Linked DNA regions of Mus musculus: regions 1, 3, 4 and 5 are each linked to region 2. A link is a contact called in public HiChIP or PLAC-seq and promoter capture Hi-C data. All regions are on one chromosome and are shown on one strand. Each heading gives the region's core, a stretch centred on a gene start, on an enhancer-like site or on the middle of the called end of the contact. The rest is flanking DNA. Distances are from core to core; before and after follow the strand shown. Region 1 holds the start of Zfp239 (zinc finger protein 239). Region 2 holds the start of Zfp248 (zinc finger protein 248). Region 3 holds the start of Cacna1c (calcium channel, voltage-dependent, L type, alpha 1C subunit). Region 4 holds the start of Dcp1b (decapping mRNA 1B). Region 5 holds the start of Fxyd4 (FXYD domain-containing ion transport regulator 4).

What was found. Promoter capture Hi-C pulls out the DNA fragments that hold promoters and counts their contacts. HiChIP or PLAC-seq counts read pairs in DNA pulled down with a chosen protein or histone mark.
Region 1: a contact with region 2 is called in an H3K4me3 HiChIP or PLAC-seq map of bone marrow-derived macrophages, with 7 times the contacts expected there. The contact joins the promoter of Zfp239 here to the promoter of Zfp248 in region 2. A contact is called at or near these places in 2 of 115 datasets of contacts at active chromatin or transcription factors (bone marrow-derived macrophages and extraembryonic endoderm stem cells).
Region 3: an H3K4me3 HiChIP or PLAC-seq map of embryonic stem cells shows a contact between it and region 2, with 6 times the contacts expected there. The contact joins the promoter of Cacna1c here to the promoter of Zfp248 in region 2. A contact is called at or near these places in 1 of 39 promoter capture datasets (embryonic stem cells), 1 of 484 Hi-C or Micro-C datasets (embryonic stem cells), 5 of 115 datasets of contacts at active chromatin or transcription factors (the NIH/3T3 cell line, embryonic forebrain, embryonic stem cells and 1 more) and 1 of 9 other capture datasets (embryonic stem cells).
Region 4: a contact with region 2 is called in a FOXA1 HiChIP or PLAC-seq map of pancreatic cancer cells. The contact joins the promoter of Dcp1b here to the promoter of Zfp248 in region 2. A contact is called at or near these places in 3 of 115 datasets of contacts at active chromatin or transcription factors (astrocytes, bone marrow-derived macrophages and pancreatic cancer cells).
Region 5: a contact with region 2 is called in a promoter capture Hi-C map of embryonic stem cells, with 2.0 times the contacts expected there. The contact joins the promoter of Fxyd4 here to the promoter of Zfp248 in region 2. A contact is called at or near these places in 1 of 39 promoter capture datasets (embryonic stem cells), 2 of 115 datasets of contacts at active chromatin or transcription factors (bone marrow-derived macrophages and differentiating embryonic stem cells) and 1 of 9 other capture datasets (pancreatic islet).

What each region holds. Positions count from the first base shown.
Region 1 is chr6:117,861,430-117,865,623 of GRCm38.p6, reverse strand. Zfp239 (zinc finger protein 239) reads right to left here and starts at 2,743. Exons shown (of 4, transcript NM_001001792.2): 1 at 2,482-2,743.
Region 2 is chr6:118,452,621-118,456,801 of GRCm38.p6, reverse strand. Zfp248 (zinc finger protein 248) reads left to right here and starts at 1,296. Exons shown (of 6, transcript NM_028335.2): 1 at 1,296-1,386; 2 at 1,891-2,125; 3 at 2,915-2,956. The coding sequence starts at 2,942.
Region 3 is chr6:119,106,532-119,110,260 of GRCm38.p6, reverse strand. Cacna1c (calcium channel, voltage-dependent, L type, alpha 1C subunit) reads left to right here and starts at 1,766. Exons shown (of 47, transcript NM_001159534.2): 1 at 1,766-2,334. The coding sequence starts at 2,286.
Region 4 is chr6:119,173,768-119,177,948 of GRCm38.p6, reverse strand. Dcp1b (decapping mRNA 1B) reads right to left here and starts at 2,696. Exons shown (of 9, transcript NM_001033379.3): 1 at 2,507-2,696. The coding sequence starts at 2,656. It also overlaps a transcript of Cacna1c not described here.
Region 5 is chr6:117,936,057-117,939,916 of GRCm38.p6, reverse strand. It overlaps Fxyd4 (FXYD domain-containing ion transport regulator 4), which reads left to right and starts at 2,582. Exons shown (of 9, transcript NM_033648.1): 1 at 2,582-2,626; 2 at 3,137-3,179.

The DNA.
Region 1 (4,194 bases), core at 1,494-3,993, 590 kb after region 2:
AGCCAGGTCAAGGTAAGACTCTCAAGGCTGTGCTTCAAGCCAGTGACCTGCTTCCTCCACCCAGGCTCCACCTTCCACACAATTCTACCACCTTCCAATAGTCTCAAGGGTTTTGTTGTTGTTGTTGTTGTTTTTTCGAGACAGGGTTTCTCTGTATAGCCCCGGCTGTCCTGGAACTCACTCTGTAGACCAGGACAGAGTATTTTATTGAGTATTTTTGCATTGATATTCATAAGGGAAATTTGTCTGAAATCCTCTATCTTTGTTGGATCTTTATGTGGGTTTAGGTATCAGAGTAATGAATTAGGTAGAGTACCTTCTACTTCTCTTTTGTGGAATAGTTTGTGCAGAACTGGAATTAGATCTTCTTTGAAGGTCTGATAGAACTCTGCACTAAACCCATCTGGTCCTGGGCTTTTTTTTTTTTTTTTTTTGGTTGGGAGACTATTAATGACAGCTTCTATTTCTTTAGGGGATATGTTTAGATCATTAACTTGATCCTGGTTTAACTTTGGTACCTGGTACCTGTCTAGAAATGTGTCCATTTCATCCAGGTTTTCCAGTTTTGTTGAATATAGCCTTTTGCAGAAGGATCTGATGGTGTTTTGGATTTCTTCAGGATCTGTTGTTATGTCTCCCTTTTCATTTCTGACTTTGTTAATTAGGATACTGGCCTCGAACTCAGAAATTCGCCTGCCTCTGCCTCCCAAGTGCTGGGATTAAAGGCGTGTGCCACCACACCCGGCTAGTCTCAAGGTTTTTTTTTTTTTTTTTTTTAAGATTTATTTATTTATTATATGTAAGTACATTGTAGCTGTCTTCAGACACTCCAGTAGAGGGAGTCAGATCTCGTTACGGATGGTTGTGAGCCACCATGTGGTTGCTGGGATTTGAACTCTGGACCTTCGGAAGAGCAGTAGGGTGCTCCTACCCACTGAGCCATCTCACCAGCCCTAGTCTCAAGGTTTTAATCCACAATGAAACATCCCAGAGGCTAGAGCCCTAGTGATCCAATACTCTCTGGAAACACCTTTAGAGACTCAGGAAGAAGTGTGCTTCACTAATTCCTAGGAATCTCTCAGTTCAATTATCAGTCAAGATTAATCATCATATGTATGATGGCTACATATAATCTGCTCACCAAGAACATGAGTTCTTTGATGAAAAGCTTCAGTTTATATTCTTTTTTTTTCCTACTTAGCATTAGACTGGGCATATACTAACTTGGAATGATCTCCAACAAGCTACAGTTTTGATCTCACGTAAGGAGGTCAAATCCTTAGGAGGTAGGACCTAGTAGGAAGAATGTAGGTCACTGGGGATGCACCCTTAAAGTGATATTGGGATCCAGGTCTTTCCCACATGAGGTGAACCAAACTCTGTTTCATAGGTCCAAAACTGAGTCAAGTAATGACAGACTAAAACGATGGAACTTTGAGCAGACAAATCTTTGCTCTTTACAAACTCATTACCCAAGATATTTTGGTCTTAACAACGAAGAGTAACTCGTGGAACATACACCGAGTGAAATGTACGATAGGAGAGCCGACTTCCAGACTACAGGGAGAAAATGCTCCATAGAGCCTTTCAGAAGAGCTTGGTTGGATGTTTTGAGTACTTCACAAGGTGGCAAGGCAGTGTAGTGAGAATTAACATAGAACTTCCGGGTCAGCAGACCCAATGCTGAACCAGTTGATACCGTTTGCTAGATACATATTGTAAGGTCCCAAATGCTCTCGTTCCCTTGTATAAAATACCAATCTCACAATGAAGCTTGGCAATAAAGAGAAAGACCACAAGGACCTCACTCTAGGCAAATACTCAATGCTGATTTCCTAGTTTGTTCTAAGAAAGAAAAGCTGTATCTAGCTCAGAGATGAGGCATTTTTGGTGAAAGAAACTGCAAGTCACCTGAAGCATGGTCATATTTTCAGGGAGGGGCAGATTCTGCCTAGGGTAGTTCTGACATGCCCATCTCCTCAGACCAACCTATTTCAATACTGAAGTTCTGGAGTGGGTGTTCTCAGGTTCTGTGCATCTTCTCACTGCGTGCATTACAGCTACCCAGTATCCCTTGCCAGACCGTCCTCTCAGAAATCTGACTGGTTTCTAGGTCGCAGAGGGGAGGGCTGTGCAGCGGAAACCTTAGTACTCTTAGGGGTCTCTTCTAGGAGCCTCTCTCATGGTCTCCTGATGTCCAGCAACATCATCATTGGACCCACCCAGGTCAGAACTTGGTCAAGCAAGAGGAGGGTGTCTACGGAGCTGCGGTTTGCTCTGCTGCAGGGGCCTGGCCCTCCGTGAGGGTGGCCTGGTGCACGGGGTGTTACTGGGGGTTTGGGGGTTACCGTGGCTGCTAGCACGTGGGATCGCAGCCGCAAGGAGCCTTCCCAGCCTCGGAGCCTGGCTCCGAGTGGTAATGCCCCCTAGTTTGGACCAGGACACCGCTGCCCACCCCTGGGGCAGCCCAGCTCTGCTCACCTCTTGTAGGTAGAACCCACACCTGGTAACGCAGGACTCCCGAGCATCATCGAGGATTCGAACTACAAGTCCCAGAAGGCTGCGGGCAGGAAAGCGCTACTTCCGAGCTCACTTCCGGCGACGATGGGCTCACTCTTGTGAGCCCCCAGTTTGAGGTTGTGGTTGGCCCTGAATAGTTCAAGTTGTTGTGCACTCTTTTCGTTGCAGACACATACAGTTTTAAAATACTCCCCCAAGGTGTCTTTTACTTGTTATGATGATGCTAGAGGGTAAAAAATCATTATAAAATTGTCTTCAGCCTTAAAAATATTCTGAAGCTGTTAATAACCACTTTAAGTGAATAGTGTGGTATATGTATTCACAGCATGTAATCTCATCACTAGGGCCGAGGAAGGAGGTTTGTGAGTTCGAGAAGCCCGTGTCGAAATTTAAAAAAGAAAGAAAAGAATCGATCACTGGTTACTCCATGCTCTTATCTTTGGAGTACAGTCTCCAGATATTTATTGCGCAGGTCACCAACGCCTGTAATTCTAACTCCAGTGATCCCTACACCCTCTTCTGGACTCAGGCGCCTGTGTTCATGTACAATGTGTTCATGTGTACAAACCTACACACACACAAACTTAAAAACAGAATATTTTTAAGAATCAACAATAATGTATTTGGATATAAAGAACTAAAAACTGGATCATAAGGTTGACTTAATAGATCAGTGAACTTCCAAACCCAAAAAATAATTTTAATCATAAAATAGCCACCCCTCCAGAAATTGATGCCATTAAATCTGAAAGAAAATGTCAACGAAATTCTAAGGAATCAATAGTATTAAATGTCGCTAAGTTTCACTTACCAACAGGATTTCAGAGTGTTTTCTGAGTGTGCAGTCGTCTCCCAAAAGGATCTCTAGGTAAACCTGTGACATTAACATCCAATCTGTAGCCCACATGGTCCCCAGGAACGTTGTGAAAGCCCATCACAAAACTCTTAAACCTCAGACTTGAGACTTCTTTTTACAAATATCTTTTGTTCATATATTTCCCTCTGTGTGTGTAAGCCCTTCCCCCGTGGGTGTGGCCATCCGAGGACAACTTGCAGGAGTCACCTCCTTCCTTCTTCTCCGTGGATCCTGGGGATTGATCGCAGTCTGGCAGGATTGGCTGACAGGCACCCTAACCAGAACAGCCCGATTGTTCTTCTGAATGTGGCCTTTGTAAAGGACAGTGGTGTGTCACAGAAGGTTGGACACACTGTTTTGTTTTGTTTTATAAAGATTTAATTATTTATTATAGGATTACACTGTAGCTATCTTCAGACACTCTAGAAGAGGGATTCAGATCTCATTATGGATGGTTGTGAGTCACCATGTGGTTGCTGGGAATTAAACCTTTGGAAGAGCAGTCAGTGCTCTTAACTACTAAGCCATCTCTCCAGGTCCCTGGACACACTGTTAACAGTTACCAGAGTACTGAACTTTGTTCTGCCCAGAGGGTCTTAGGTATTTCATAGCAGAAACTAGTAACAGAATGGGGCTAGGAAAGGCCGATCGTTTTAAAGTCAAGGCTATTTGGAATGCTTAAATTAGGTGTTGTGCATTCAGATAAAAATAGATTATAACATTTAAACCCAATATGTATGGTATCACTTTCCACTTTCTAGGAATCCAAGGTGCATGTTTTCTATTATTTATTTATTAATTTTGGTTTTTTGAGACAG
Region 2 (4,181 bases), core at 47-2,546:
CTTTTATCCAGAGAATATTCATGATGATGATCTTTTAGTTTAGACTACTTTCCAGGATTTTATATAAATTTGTTTCACATTCACAAACTAATTAGTTAGTTAAAATATTACATAATTTTCCCCTTCCCTGTCCTCCCTTCTACCTCTACCCTATATCTAACTCCCCTTTCTCCACAGCCTTTTTTCTTTAACCACTCTTTTTACACACACACACACACACACACACACACACACACACACACACACACAAATAGAAACTTCTGCATCCCTCAGTGTTGCCTGCAGGTGTATGCCTTTGGGGACTGACTGACCACTTGGTATTGGACAACAACTCATGGGGCTCACCCCTGGGGAAGACTAATTCTCTCTCTCTCTCTCTCTCTCTCTCTCTCTCTCTCTCTCTCTCTCTCTCTCTGTGTGTGTGTGTGTGTGTGTGTGTGTGTGTGTGTAGTTGCTGATTGTCTGCAATTCTTCATCTTGGGATGCCAGGAGAGAAGCGAGGCCTATAGCACGAGGCTAGTGAGATCATGAATCTTATAGGAAACCCTACCACTGCCACTGTCCCAAAGTAGCACAATTCATAACTACATTCCCTATACGTATCATTATACCCACAGGTAAGCGTAGCTCTCATCCCTTAACAAAGACATTCTTTTTACAGCAGTTAGAGACCATTACCGAAGGACACACCTTGTCAAAATACAGTGAGCAACTGAGGGAAGAGTTCTCAGCCCAACTGATATAACACTCCTCCACCTAAGGCTCGAGCAATGCTGCAGAAGACCTGGTAGAGATTTTAAGAGCCAGAGGATAGGGAAGTCTGATGTGAGATTGTGTCTTGTAGCTAGGACAGGGAAGCCACGCCTATGAAATCTCAGCAAAGTGACCAAGTCCTGAACTATTCCAACACCAGTTGACATTCCAACATAATTTTTAACACATCTTTCCTTCTTTTTGAGTGTAGAAAATATATTAATTTGATCCCCAGTCCCCAGGGTAGTGACAGAAGGCTGGCGCTAGATAGAATAAAGATACAGAAAACTGTCGCGGTGTACCAGAAAGTCCCATCCTGGGAAATGAGTCTGACAAGGTCGTGTTTACACTGCAAACACCTTTACTTCTTACATAAAGTAACCCTGGTTTCTAGACGCCTTCAACAGCATCATTTTACAATACAGAGTGAGACAGGAGCTGACTCCGTTTTCCAGGCAACAGTCCTTCTTCCAACACTGGACGTGGAGACCCCACTACGAGCACCGTTGGGCGCACCGCCCCTTCCTCTGCGCATGCGCAAACTGCAGTCCTGCTCCTGGTCCATCCGTGGCCTCGCGTACCTCCTGGGAAACAACTCCTGGCCTTCGGCACGGTGCACTGCAGGAGCGGCGGGTGAGCCTTAGACAGCATCAAGGGCGGAGGGTTCTGGGAGCTCGGGCCATCCTGGTCGCTGTTGGCAGCAACCAGGGACCAGCGGGGTGGAGGGCTGTATGGGGAAACGCCGGGGTGCGCTGGGACTCCATGGCTCGGGCTTGCGGGATCCGGATAGTCCCGCACTTCTGCAGAGCTAATCTAGGGCCTCTAGCTCGTGCTACGCCTGCGCATTTTGCCCACTAGGCGGGGAAGATGCGGGGTGGTTGGGCGGAACCCTGAGGAGTTGACTCACGCATGGCGCGAGCGTGACGCGGTGACGCATCCGTTCTCTGGCTGCTGGGGCTAGATGCTGGGATGTGGGGGGCGAGCGGGTAAGCCAGGTCCCGAGTGAATGAATTACTGGGACAGAATAACCTACCCGAGACTCGGTTTCCTTTTGTGCACAGTGTGACTATTACGAATACTTGCTGCAATTTTCTTTTCTTTTCTTTTTTCTTTTTCTTTTTTTTTTTTATTTTTAAGCTACTACTAGGGAGCCCACCCTCGCAGGGGGCCTTTGGACTGGTCCCTAGGGCGCAGTGTTTGGAGTGGAAGAGGAAAGTGGTTAGCTAGCCACCAAACCTCCTGCCCCCTCACACACCCGGGATCCCAGTTCTGAATTTGGTTCTCGCTCATGTGTTTTGTGAAAATGACAGTGTCCTGAAACCATGGAAGACTGTGTGCTCGCCGAAAGTCTGGGACAAGTTTAAGGAGAGAGGTGAGCTGGAGTTGAGAGAGATGGGTGCATACAGGCTGCACATGGAATGCTAGTTCTTGGAAAACGATTGGGAGTGAAAGGCTCACAGGTCCGGAATTGCTATCACTGCCCCTACCTCCACATCTTATGCATCCCTCCTACCTGGTTAACTGTGGAGAGGCGGTCCCTTAGACTCTTGACTCATGTGAAGGTGGCATGTAGGGACACGCTTGCTATTATGGCCATATGTTTCCATCGGACAGTAGTGTAGGTGGGTCCTGAGAATCTCAACATCTTGCAGGTTTTTAGTGACACAACCGGGGCCTGCAGATGGCTGTATATTTTGTCTCTTTGAGGTGCAAGTTTCTTATCAAGCGATCGTTTTGAGAATTGTAAGCAAGCAACTTGGAATGTAAGCAAATACATTTTGAAATTTTTATCTTGCCTTAAAAGCCCCGTTCATTTCCTTGACTTACCTGACTTCAAGGGATTAATGGTGTTAGATTTAACAAAACCTCCTGATTCCCACCGCTGTCTCCGCACTCCCTCATTTTCCTTGATCATCAGTCCGGACAAGCCCATAGCCTTTCCTCCTTTAGATTATCATTTGCTGAATTAAAAAGATTGTCTCATGTTTTTAATTCTCCTGTAAGTTGGGTGCTAAGGGAAAACAAGCGTTTGCATTCATTCAGTGCAAAGGATCTAAACTCAACTTATGTTAGAGCCACACCTGAAGAAGTAACACCTTGCTTGTGGCTGCATGCAGGGCAGGCCAAGTCTCTGCTGACATCATTCTTCCTTCTCCCTCAGCTTTCCCTCCTCCACTCAGAGCAGAAAATGAACAAATCCCAGGTGAGTTTTTTTGGCTTATTTATTCCCATTTTGTTGATTGTTTTGTTTTTCAGTGAAAAAGTAGATCAGGCAAAAGTTTACAGCCACTGTAAAAATTTGCATCGGGCCAGTTGCCAGAATTGGGTGGAAGCTTTTGAAAGTCACAGAAATATCGGCTGACAAAAATTTCTCTGTGTTTTCTGGTAGTCGCACGGAGGTGAATGTGATCTGTTGTCTATCATCCTTTCTTGTTAAAACCAGATACTAGTTCAAGCCTAACACCGAGGCTGGAGTAGACTGCTCTGGCTCTCCCGGAACGGACTCTAAAGGAGATGACAGAATCTGCAGCCCTATGTATTCTCAACGTAGCTGTCCTAAATGTTCAGCCAGCTCATTAAAGTCTAGGTCAATTTGCATGTGGGCAGCTTATGTTTATGCATTTCTTGTTTACATTCAACCTGAAAAATAAGGCCATATCCCCTCACTGCCATTCACCCAAATCAGTTCTAGAAAAGGCCACCAAATTGCCTTCCAGGCCAGCCAGCAAATGTTCCTGTCATGGCCTTTCTTGACTGTCAGCAGTATTTGGTAGTTTTGCCAGTGGACTGTTTTAAAGATTTATTTTATTATTTTTAAATAAGTTGCTTTTCATACAATGTATTTTTATCATATTCTTTCCTCCCTCAACTCCTTCCAGATTCTCCACACCCAACTTCATGTTCCTTCTCCTCTGCCAAAAAATCAAAAGAGTCAACATCAACAAAATCCAAAAATTGAAAATAAGACAAAACGAAAAGTACACTTACACAGGTGCGCACACACACGCACAAGCCTACACACACATGTGCACACATATAGATGCGCAAGCCTGCGCGCGCACACACACACACACACACACACACACACACCTGACTGATTTTTCACCAGCCCATGTGAACTTGTCTTTTTTTTTTTGCCCCAGACATTTCTTTCACCCTTGACCCTCCATTCCTTGTTTTACCAGTGGGTCTCATGTGTCTTCTTTCTTTTTCTTAATGGTTTTGAATTACTAATATACTAACATTTAGAATAGTATATTCTAATAAAAATTTTAAAATTCTGAGCCAATGAAAAAAGCTAATGCAAAAGATACAGAAGTGTCTACTCCTTCCTGCTTCACCCTTTCTGTGTCCTGTAGGTCTGGTGACATTAATCCTCTCCAGACATTCTCACTGAGCATGAAAAGTATTCTATAAGTAACTATGTC
Region 3 (3,729 bases), core at 517-3,016, 650 kb before region 2:
AATGAGGAGTTGGTAAGGTTTTGGGTCTCAAGCAGTGACCAGGGAGGCATCTTGAGATGATGCAGCGAATGGTACTTCTGGGGACATTCCTTCATTCCTTCATTCACTCACTCAGCATGAATGTATTAGGTACCCACTACCTACCAGATGTTGCTCCAAGAAACGCAGTGAGAAAACAGTACTAGGAGTCTTTGCTGGGGGTAGGCAGGTCGCAGTGTTTACTCAGGGTAAGACTAAGAACAGGGGAAAGAGGTTTGTGTGTGCAGGGTGTGAGTGCAGGCGAGGGGATCATTTCTGGAGGAACAGCGAGGAGGAACAGCAGTTGGAAAGTGTGTGATGGACGTCGTCCCTAGCTGTTCCTGCAGTCCTTGTAGGATACTGTCACTGTCACTAAAATGACAGAGGCCACTGGAGGGTCTGGGTTAGACGCACCCTTTGAAGTGGATTGTTCCAACCGAACGAACCCGAGGAGAGGAGGGTAAATAGAGAACCAGCTACTGCAGAGCGCCAGAGGTAGAACTTTGGCTCAGCCATGGAAGGTGGCAGCAGAGAAAGCCAGGGAAGGTTACACTGCCTTGTTCTGTCTGAGGTGAATTCCGAGATATACTGATGTGAAGCGGTGGAGGAGATCAAGTCAAGGTGTCTCCAGGGTTCTTCAGCTGAGTTGGGGGAAGGCTGTGTGAGAAGCAGGCCTGGACATATAAGGTTTGATTCTCAAGTGGAGAGGGCAGGTTGGCTGGCCTATGGGTGAGAAGGAAGGTCTAAACTGGAGATTTGCAGCTGACACTTAGCCGTGCTTAAAGCCACGTAGATGATAGGGTCTTTTAGGGAACCTGGAGACAGGGCGTGAAGTCTTCTAAGGGTTGATATTTAGATCTGGTTTCCCAGTGGTAGGCCCTTCTAGAATGGGCTCACCAGCCCCATCTAGAGGGTCGTGCGTGCAGGAGGTGCCATACATATTACTGTGACAGCGAGAGTCAGGGAGAAGTGTTTCATAGCTCCCCGCCAGGGTGGCAGAATTAAGAGAAGTAGGTAAGGAGACACTGGCAGAACACGTGCTCGCCTGACCCCAAGGAGAGAGCAAACCTGGCTGTGTTAATGTTCTCAGACATCTGGGCACCACTGCTGCCTTGCCCACAAGGCTCCGCCTCTTGGGCTCTCTCTCTCCCCGCCCATCTGCCCATCCTTGCCTGTGTGTGTCACTTCTACAACCGCTCTGATTGTAATCGATCAACAGAATCACGGCTCATTTTGCTGTTTCGTCCGGTCGATGTGAAAGGGGCCGGGAGTTGGGCACATTGTAGTTCGTGTTGCCGGGATTCCCCTCCCAGGCCTTGCTAGCGTGGCGCCCCCCCCCACCCCCCCAGGGACGCGCGGTGGCCGCGGGGCCTCGGGAGGGTGGAGGTCTTGCAGCCGGGCTCTCGGAGGTGTGTCCGCTCCTGGGCTCGTTCCCCGCCGTCGCGAAGCCAGGGGGTTCTCGCGTGGCGGCGCCGCTCCACTCGGGCTCCGGTCCCCGCCGCGCGCCGCCGCCACATCTGGAAGCGTTCAGCTCGTCTGCTCCGGCGCGCCGGGCGGGCGGGCGGGCGGGCGGGCGCGGGCAGGGGCGGGCGCGGGCGCGGCGGGGCTGGAGGGAGGAGGGAGGCCGCGCCGCGCTCTCGCGCCCGGTGTCTCCCTCTCGCTGCCTCTGCAGAAACAGCTCCCTGCCAGAACGGCGCTCGGCGCGGCGCGGCCCGGAGCGGCGGCGGCAGTGGCGGCGGCGGCGGCGACGCTTCCCGCGGGCTCGCCCTCAGGTGTTCGCGGCTGCCGTCGCCGAAGATCGCGGGTCGGGGCCTCGCGGCGATCGCCCTGGGCGGGCCGGAGACGCCTCGGGCCCCCTGGCGGCTCGGGGTCCACCCGGCGCCGCGGGCCCGCCGCTTTCCCTCGCCTCGCCTTTGCGCCTCTTCTCGCTCTGCCTCTCCATTTATTATTCTTATCATTTTTATTTTCAAATGGTGTAGCCGCCAGAGGTGCGGTGCTAAATTCTTGGAAGGGGCCCGGATGTACTGAGGATGCATTACAATCTCACGAAAGGAGGCGGTAGTGGAAAGCAGCAGTTTTTGGTGTTTGGTGCAATAATGGGGATCAGGTAATCACCCGAAGGGAGCAAGAACCACTGCGGATCCACGGGTTCCTGGATTTGCGCGAGAGCCGCCGGCCTCGGAGGAGGGATCCATCCCGAGCCGCTCGCGGCTGTTGCTGCATTTCTTCCTCTTTGTGGCTTCTCCTTTCCAAGCAGTTTTTGGCCAATGGTCAATGAAAACACGAGGATGTACGTTCCAGAGGAAAACCACCAAGGTAAGCGGGACCCCAGCGCCTCGCCGGGCTCGCCCGCGCTGCCCACGGCGGGTCCCGGTGGAGCGGCCCTCGCCGCGTGCCTCGCGAGGGGCGCCAACCCCGCGCGCGGGAGCCCGCGGGAGCCGGCCGAGCCGCCGTGCGAGCCGGAGCGGAAAATTCCCGCCCCTCCCCCTCCGCGGCCGGGCTTCTTCGGAGCATGTGGTTCCCATGAAATCCCGAGCGAGGGGGAAAGTTCCCCAAGTGTCGGCGCTGCCTGCATTTCTCGCCTTTGCCTCGAAAGCCGGCCGGCCAGTCTGGCCACGGCGAGCCGAGGAGCCGCTGCTTCGGGGTCCCTTGCTTTGCTGGGGCGCGGCAGGGAACGCGCGCTCTCGCGCGCACCCCTACGGAGACCAGCCCCGCGCCGGTGGCCCCCCAGGCTGCCCCACGTCCACTCTTCCCGACGCCACTTCCTCGGGCAGTGCGCTCCGGGTCGCGGGTGGGGGTGGGGGCGGGGGCTGCAGCTGTGCGTCTCAGCGCGCCTCCTCTCTCCAGGCTCTCAGGCTCTTCGGCTTCTCAACACCGCCCACCTCTCCACTGCCATTGACCCCGAGCGAGCCCACGCCGGGTGCCGGGTGTGTTACTGTTAGCACCCCAGTGTGGACTCGCACCTGAGGATGGAAAGCGGTTAGAAGCCTCAGTGATGTGTGGGCTTTGCTTTTCCATGTTTTCAGGGAATCATGAAAGGGTGTGACTAGCTCTGAGGCTCCATACTTAGTGTTCTCTAAGCATCTCCATCCTGGGCATCAAGTGTCATCAGCTCCCCTCTAATGGTGAATGGCTTTCGGGTAGCTCCCCACTTCTTGGAAACTTTCTCCCTCTCCTCCCCAGTCCCCATCGACAAGTTATTATTTTTGACATTGCTTAGTGGTTAAGGTGATCAAGCTGAAGTGTCTTGCAGTCCCAAGATGCCCTTTCTACGGGCTCTCTGCCCCGTTGCTTGACTGTTCCCTTTCTCTTTCGCCTTCAGCAGCTACCGTTGCTCTTCCACATTGTGTCTTTCCTTGCCTTGCCAGGGTACTTCTTAGTGACTCTCCAGAGCCTTGCCTTGTGGAAGTAATCTCCAGGCCTGATACTGGTACCCAGCCCCTTCTTCCTTTTACCCTTTTGTCACCATTTGGGGAAAGGGCTATTGCCTTTGCAGATTAAGGCTGCCGGGGAGCTGGCTTTACAGCTGGTCTTCTTTCATCTGGAAGCAGCTGGCTTTCTGCTTTCTGTCTTGGGTGGCAGCATTGGGATTTTGTCCTCCTTAAGAAGAAAGACTTGTCCAGGGTCATGGGTACTAGGTCTTTTTATGCCATACGGGCAGCCTGGATTACCTGCCCTTATCCTGCCTCTGTCCTCAAATCCCTTTCCTAG
Region 4 (4,181 bases), core at 1,447-3,946, 720 kb before region 2:
TTCACAGAAAATTCAGGATTGTGACCTGAAAATAAGGGGCACTTGTGGTTCTAAGACACGCCTCCAGCTTCGCATTGTGCATATTTTAGACTAACTATATAATGCCTGCTCACTGCACGGCATTTGGCGACACCTCTGCTTCTACTCTGCAGATGCCACCAACACCTTCATCCTCAAAGTTTCCTGATATTGCCAATCGTCACCGGGGTGTGTGTGTGTGTGGAGGGGGGTGCGGGGAATCAAATCCAGCTGAGAACAAATGGTCTGACCAGCTGTAGACTTCATCGACACATTGGGTATTTTGGGGAAGGATTCGTTCCTGGCAGAGAGGAGTAAATTTAGTTCTAAAATTCCTATTCTAGTCATGGCAGAACTATCTTAATCCTTTGTGTGAGTATACGTGTGTTCTGGGGATTAAACTAGGGCTGTGCACACACTGAGCACAGGCTCCACATGCTAATCACATGAGGCTCCACATGCTAATCACATGCTCTACCACTTCACTGATCCCCGGTCCCTTGACCCTCACTCTCTGTGCATTCCTCCTTCTTCCTCTCAACACCCGACGTCGACTTCCAATGTGATAAGGACTCCCTGCCTGTACCTCACCCGTCTTCGTGCCAATCCCTTCCCTTTCATTTTTAAGGATATTTTTATACTTATTAGGTTTACACTGGAAAGGCTTTCATCCGGAGACCTGAGTGATACAGCACGGGGAAACAGCAGTGATGACTTGATTGCCCCCAGAGACTGCTCTATTGTTGAACTAAGTCTCTCTCCTTTGCCAGGCAACCACAGCCTAGGAGATCAGGGCTTTGAAAAGAAATGACCTTTTACTGAGTGAATTATATCCTGTCTGAAGAAAACAAGTCGAGGAAGCAGGAAAACAAAACTCCTGTAAATAATGCAATGTGACACTGGCCTTCACTGGGCGTTTGGTCCACCTCTGTAGGGATTTAAAACGGTTTCTGCCACACAGGACTGTGAAGAGGCGTTAGGAAAACTGCTACCGAGGGGTGGGAATGGTGCACTGTACATTTCAACGGCTTCTGATCTTCTAGCCTGAGCCTCCTGCCGAGTCAACTTACCCCACTAACTCTTACTGGGTCCTACTCCATGTATACTAACTGAATTACCTCCATAATATTAGGTGTGGATTGGCAGGCAGAGGCCAGTCCAGGCAGAGGGCATGCAACTAATAGGTTGCAACCCCTTTGGCATACGTCTATCTCCAAACATAATTGCATTACAATAAGAAGAGTAGCAAAATTACAGTTAAGAAGTAGCAACGAAAATAATTTTATGTTAGGGGTCACCACAACAGGAGGAACTGTATTAAAGAGTCCCAGCATTTGGAAGGCTGAGAAACATTGACCTAGAGAAGTGAAGCACGTTTATGTACAGTATCTTCACATAAATAGAGAAACATTTCAGTGGGGAAACTCCCTTTACTTATATAGGCCCATAGTGTAATTTCCTCTGGTGTCCAAGAAAGACAGCCTCAATTAATCAAACTAGGGATATTCAGAACAATGGATCTCTGCAGATTTCCCCTTCAGGTTTGGCTCTTAGGAGAACAGACATGAATTCTTTGCCTCACTTCAGTTAAGAACTCGGACAAAACTATCGGAAAAGATTCCCGGCCCTGTTTCAGGGGTGTTGGGGATGAAGCAGGTGCCTGCCCCAAGCTCCACGTCCAAGAACTTTCTTCATTCTTTTGTGTGCATGGTTTTTGGGTCGTTCTTATTACAGCCTACTTAATCATAAATCTGCTCAAAAATGAAAGTTTTCTTTGCATAAATCTTGATGTTTGTTTCAGTCTTGGCGAACACACCGGGGGAAAAAAATTGAAAATTTGCAAGGTGTTTTCCATACACCCAATGAACCTTATTAAAAGCATTGGTTATATACTGATGAATATTTGGACAAAAGTCACAAAAGAGGAGGAAATGACACTTTTATATATTCAAAGGGATGGTTTATAAATGATAAGAACCAATGCCTAGGCCAGAACTAATTGGTCTCCCGTTGCAATTCCAGTCTAGTTGTGTGGAAAACTAAACTTCATCCAGTTACTGTAGGCTGGGACTCGGTCTTGTTGGAAATGGACTGAAATGGTTAGGTTACCAACCCTGGCCTCCTACATCCAAGTCTGGGGTGTCCCACCCATGTCCATTTCCTCTTTATTCTCCCACGCTTGCTCTTAGGTGGGTGCCTGCCCTGCATTTCGCACTCCGGCTGCTCCTCCTCCGCGAGGCTGGACTTATCTAAGTTTGGGGCTTCCGGGCTGCCCTCCGCTGCCGGAGAGCTTCTGTCTTCTGATCTCAAAGCCCGTGGCCCGCACTCAGCGGAGCCGGCCACACCTTCTGTGTCCCTCGTCCCCCACCTGCTGGTGGACCCGCGGGTCGCCCTCCACCAGGACCGGCCCCCGCCCGCCTAGCCGTGCCCAGCATCTCCCGCCCTGTCCGCGCCCCGCCTTCCGCACGGCCGCGGCGTCCGCACGCACCCACTCGTTGGCCCGATGGCCGAAAGTGTACAGAGCCACCTGGCTGGCCACGTCCACGATGCGACTGATGTAGGGGTCGTGGCGCCGCAGGGCTGCCAGGCTGATATCGTGTCCCTTCCCAGGCAGGCCACCTGCCGCCGCGGCCGCCATCTTCCCACCCACCCTCCTGCCCAGCCTTCAGGAAGCCCCCTCAATCGACCGCCGAGCGAGCGAGCGAGCGCGGCGGGGCGACCTTCCGGCATTTGGGGACCCGGGCTAGGCTTCGCTAATCGATGGCCGGGTCCTCTCGCGGAGGATCGTCGCCTTGGCAACAGGAAGCTCAGCCCTGCTCAAGGAAGCCCGTTTTATCTATTTCTTTCTTCAGGAGCCTCTGAGCTGTGCCCATTTCCTTCTTGAATACGGCCCACGCCTTTGCAGAGCTCTTCTTTGGCTCTTCGATGACCAATCAAACATAGTCACTCCAAAAAGAACTCTGAGAATTCTTAAATGGGGCTCCCCAATATCCGTGAGGGATTTCCTGAGTGCCTCAGAGGCCTGCAAGGTTATGATTGTCCATGACAATTCTGAGACTTGCATGATGTGTGCAAAAGGACGACTGCACCGGTAAAGAACCAAGGGAGGCCCCAAACTGCACCACTAGCCGGTGTATTCTTGCCGCTGTGCATTATTCTCTGGAAAACTTGTCTGAGCAGCTGAAGCCAGGCGTCCCTTGGTCAAAGTACTAAATTAAAAAAAAAAAAAACAATCTTTGGGTATATTTTTTAAATTAATGTGGGGGAAAAATTAGAAAGAATGGATAACGCAGAGCTGTTGCACGCCATATTTGCCTCTAGGCAAATATGTTCTGCACTTGAGATGGGCTGAATTTGTGGTTTTATTGTAGGTTTTGCTGGGGTTGGAGGGCTTGTTTCTCGAGACAGAGTCTATGGCAGGTTTCAGTCTTTGCTCCTCCTGCCTTGGGGTCTTAAGTGCTAGGACTACTGGGGTGTGCCACCACCCAGCCCAGGGGTTTAATTTTACTTCCACAGAGCATCAGTTTAACATGAAAGAAAGATGAACAAACTTATGGCTATTCAGATAGATTCTGGACAGGCTTTTTCAAAACTAAGATTTTCCTGTTTCTTTCAAGAAATCAAGGGGTAGGTATTGTTGCTAATGATAATTTTTTAGGTTAATTTTTAAAAAAATGGGCCATGAGCTTGACTGTCTCAATACTTAAGTCTCTTCAGATGAGACCTGTGGTGCTATCAATGAGTACACTTCTAAAAGATTATACTCTAATGGGAACTGTCAACATTTGAAAGATATAGCTCCCTTAGCCCGGTCATTCAATGATTTTCAGATAATAAAATGGTGTCACAAACTCACATACAGGTAGGAGATCCATTCAAGGCGAATGTGGATCAGTGGATTTCAGTGTCCCACAAAGTATGAAAGGGTGATAGGACTTCAAGAAACTGCACTTTGTCAAATTTTGATATATCATCAAAGGATATTTATAGTTACATGAACAGATCATTAAAGTGGCATCCCTTGTACCATTACATTGTCTTTGTGAGGCTAGGACTTGTTCATTTATGTGACTTATTAAGTCAGTTTACACTTGGGATGATGAGAATCTGGTAGTTGCTCAGTGCATAAAGCTGAGTGCCTCACGAGTTCTAACATGGCACTG
Region 5 (3,860 bases), core at 1,333-3,832, 520 kb after region 2:
TAAGGACTTTCTGAATAGAAGTCTCATGATTCCTCAGAAAGAAGGCCAATAGTAAACAAATGGAATCTCATAATATAAAAAAGCCTTTGTGCAACAAAGGAAACATTTTGTCAAATGAAGAAACTGCCTACTAAATAGGAGAAAATTTTAGGCACCTATAAATCTCACAGGAAATCTAGACTATATAAAAAATAAAATAAAATAACTAAACATCAAGAAAACTAACACCCAATAAAAAAATGAGCAACGGAACTGAACAAAGTTCTCAAAAGAAGAACTACAAATGGCTAATAAGGATTTTCAAAAGTGTCCAACACCAGGTTTATTTGTGCATGAATTTAATCCAAGTAGAGGCAGGCGGAGCTCTGTGATTTTCAGGCTAGCCTGGTCTATACAGTTGAGTTCCTGGACAGCCTCAGCTACACAGTGAGATCCTGCCTCAAAACAAGCAAAAAAGGGGGGGAGGGAGAGGGAGGGAGAAAGGAAGGAAGAGAGGAAGGAAGAAAGTGGACCATGGTTGGCCATCAGGGAAATGCAAATTAAGACTACTTAGTGATTCCATCTTACCCAGTCGGAGGGAGTGTGCTGCTCTTGCAGAAGATCCGGGTTCAGTTCCCAGCCCCCACGTGGTGGCTCACACCATCCGTAGCTCCAGTTCCAAGGGACCTCATGCTCTCTTCTGACTGCTATGAGCACCCATGTGCACACGTACGTACATGGAGACCAATCAAACTTGTACACAAAAATAGATCTTCAAAACAAATGACAGCAAATATTGGCAAGGATGTGGGAAACAGGGAAACGTTACTCATTCTGGGTGGGGGAATGCAATTCAGTGCAGCCATTATGAAAGTCACCGTGGCGCTTTCTCCAAAAGCTGAAAATAAACCTACCATATGTTCTGTTCTATCGTTCCTCAGAATACTGCCAAAGCAGCCCATATTTACAGAGAAACCTGCACAGACATGTTTGTTGCCCGGTTGCCGCTGTATTCACAATAGCTAGGAAATAGAACCCACCAGGAAGGCCAGCAGCTGATCAGTGGACAGTGGAGACGGGAGACACATACACAATGGAATTTTACTCAGCTTTAAGAAAAAGTGAAATTTGAGGGGAAATGGATGTGACTGAAAAATATAGTAATTAAGAGAAGTGTGCCGATTGATTTTTGTCAAATTGACATAAACCTAGACAAATCTGGGAAAAGGGAATCTTAATTGAGAAAATGACTCCATATCTGAGGAGAAATGGAGAAAATGCCACCATAAAATTGACTTCTAAGCCGGGTAGTGGTGGCGCACTTCTTTAATCCCAGCACTTGGGAGGCAGAGGCAGGCAGATTTCTGAGTTCAAGGCCAGCCTGATCTATAGAGTGAGTTCCAGGACAGCCAGGGCTATACAGAGAAACCCTATCTTAAAAAAAAAATTGACTTCTAGACAAATCTGCAAGGCATTTTCTTGATTAATAGTCAATTCGGTAGGGTCTAGCTCACCCGGGGTGACATCACCCCTGGCCAGGTGGTCCCGGGTAGTGTAAGAAAACTGGTTGAGGGCTGGGTACGATTACACATCTTTAATCCCAGCACTCAGGAGGCAAAGGCAGGCAGAACATCACAATTACAAAATTAAAAAGAAAGTAACTGTTGAATCCTTTCACAGCCCTTTCCCACCTATCTAAGACAGACAACCTCAACTCTTCTTCAGTGACCTCTAGACAGGGACAAGTCTCCCTCACTTGGGAAAGAGAAGAGATTCGAGGATCATCCAAAGGTCCATGGTAGGATGGTTTGGGCCAGCATCGGACAAAGCAGGCTATCCTGTCCCTGGCAATGTCCCTCCCTCTGTGGGAGGCAGGCAAAAGTCTACCTGGACTGGGACAGTGTCCTATTCCACCTGAAGTAGGTTCCTCAAGTCACAGGGTGTCTAGGTTTAGCAAGAAGGTGGTAAAGTGAACCAATGGTTCCCTGTCAGACCCAGCCCCGTCTCTCTGAACACCGAGTTCAAATAAAAACAGTGCGACTGCCAGTCTCTATTATCTACTTCACTGTCTCCAAGGTATTCCACACAGCACAAGCCAGGAGGCTGAACCCCTGCGGCCTTTAGTGTGTGTGTGTGTGTGTGTGTGTGTGTGTGTGTGTGTGTATGTGTGTGTGAGAGAGAGAGAGAGAGAGATCAGAGATAACTTCTGAGTCAGCTTTCGTTCTACCCTGTGGTTTCTGGGCTCAGATTCAGCTTGTCAGTTGTGGTAACAAGTACTTTTACCTTCCAAGCCATCCTTCCAAACCTGGAGCTTTCTCGTAAGACCTAGGTAGACTGAGGAGGCCCCCTTTTCCTCTGGAGCATGGACTGAAATCCAGTAGTCTCAGTTTTCCCGTCTCTCCCTCATTCCTTAGCTTGAAGGAGCCAGGACCCAGCACTGGCTCTACCCTGGGTGTGGTAAGTGAGCTATGGCCTTAAGAGCAGGTGGGGAGGGCTGCCTACGGGAGCATAAGAGGTAGGACCAGTTCCCTCCAGACTGCTGGTGTGTGGCCCAGGGCGGAGCCCCTGGGTTTAAAGAGCAGAACCCACCTAGGCTCTCCTCAGACTTCCTCTCTGCACCACTCCCCTGGCTCGAGTCATCTCCCGGGTGAGTAGATGTTTGCTGGGACTTAAGTGTGCTCCTTAGAAGGGGTGGCAGAAAGACCATCTGAGGAAGGGGGAGGGGATGCCTCCAAGACTCTGAGAAGTGAACAACTATTTGGGGATTGTGAGAACAGAGATGGCCTCTCCCGGCCTTGAGAGTTCTGATTTTAAGACTGTGTAGCAGCGAGTTCAGGACTAGGGGAAGTAAGGGCCAACCTTTAACAGAAGCAGAAGTAAAATGAAAATGAGACAATCCAGGAGCTGTGGCTTTGTGTGAAGGGGTAGGAGAAACTGATGAAGGACAAAAGAAAACCAGCTTCAGAGACTGGTAGATTATAAACTCCCATGTCCAGGAGATTTTTAATCCATTTTTCCATCTTAAGGCAAAAAGCCCATGTGGTTTATATATACTGTAGCAGGTTTTCAGGGCTAGGTCTATATTTTAGGATTTACATATCATACATAGCTCCCTTAATTTCATCTGCATAATTTACAAGGTTGTTATAATTTTCAGGACACTGAAACACAGAGATATTACCTGCTAAGTCACACACCTGGTAAGTGGATGTGAGAAGACTGAGCCCAGCCAGTAGGTGCTGGATCTGTGATCTCATTAGCAGATCAGAGCTAAGTATAGTAGACAGTAACCGAGGCTTCAAAACTGAACCCTTGGCACTAGCCTATAGCTACCATTATACAGAAAGAAAGGCTGGGGCTTTTTCTCTCTAAAACTCAGCTGCACAAGGGGTGTCACAAGCAATGTAAATGAGGCCCTGGGTAGGACCTACTCACAGGAGAAAGGGGCTATGTCTCTCACACCAGCAGACCTTTCTAGCAGGTACCTATGCTCTGAGTAGATCTGGGGCTGCTTGGAGCAGAGTTCCTGGCTCTAGAAGAGGAGGCTGGAACTGCACCCTCCAGCCCTGTTGTTGAATTCTGAGATAATCTACGACTCAACCGGATTACTCCAGGCCCAGATCTTTTCAAGTGGAAGAGGCAGGGCCTGGACACCTGGTTGGGAAAGCCTAGCTCCTTCGTAGAACAGACACCTACCTCACTTGGAGCATTTGGTTTTATCTTCGTGGATTCCTACCTTCTGTGAAAGAGATGATCGCAAAGCCTACGTGGTCACTCCAGGGTGTTCTGTTTCTGAACACGTAACTAGAATTAAGCAATCCACATACCCGGGTAATCACTAGTACCATCTGTATGGGGAAGTGGAAAGCGATCGTTTCCTT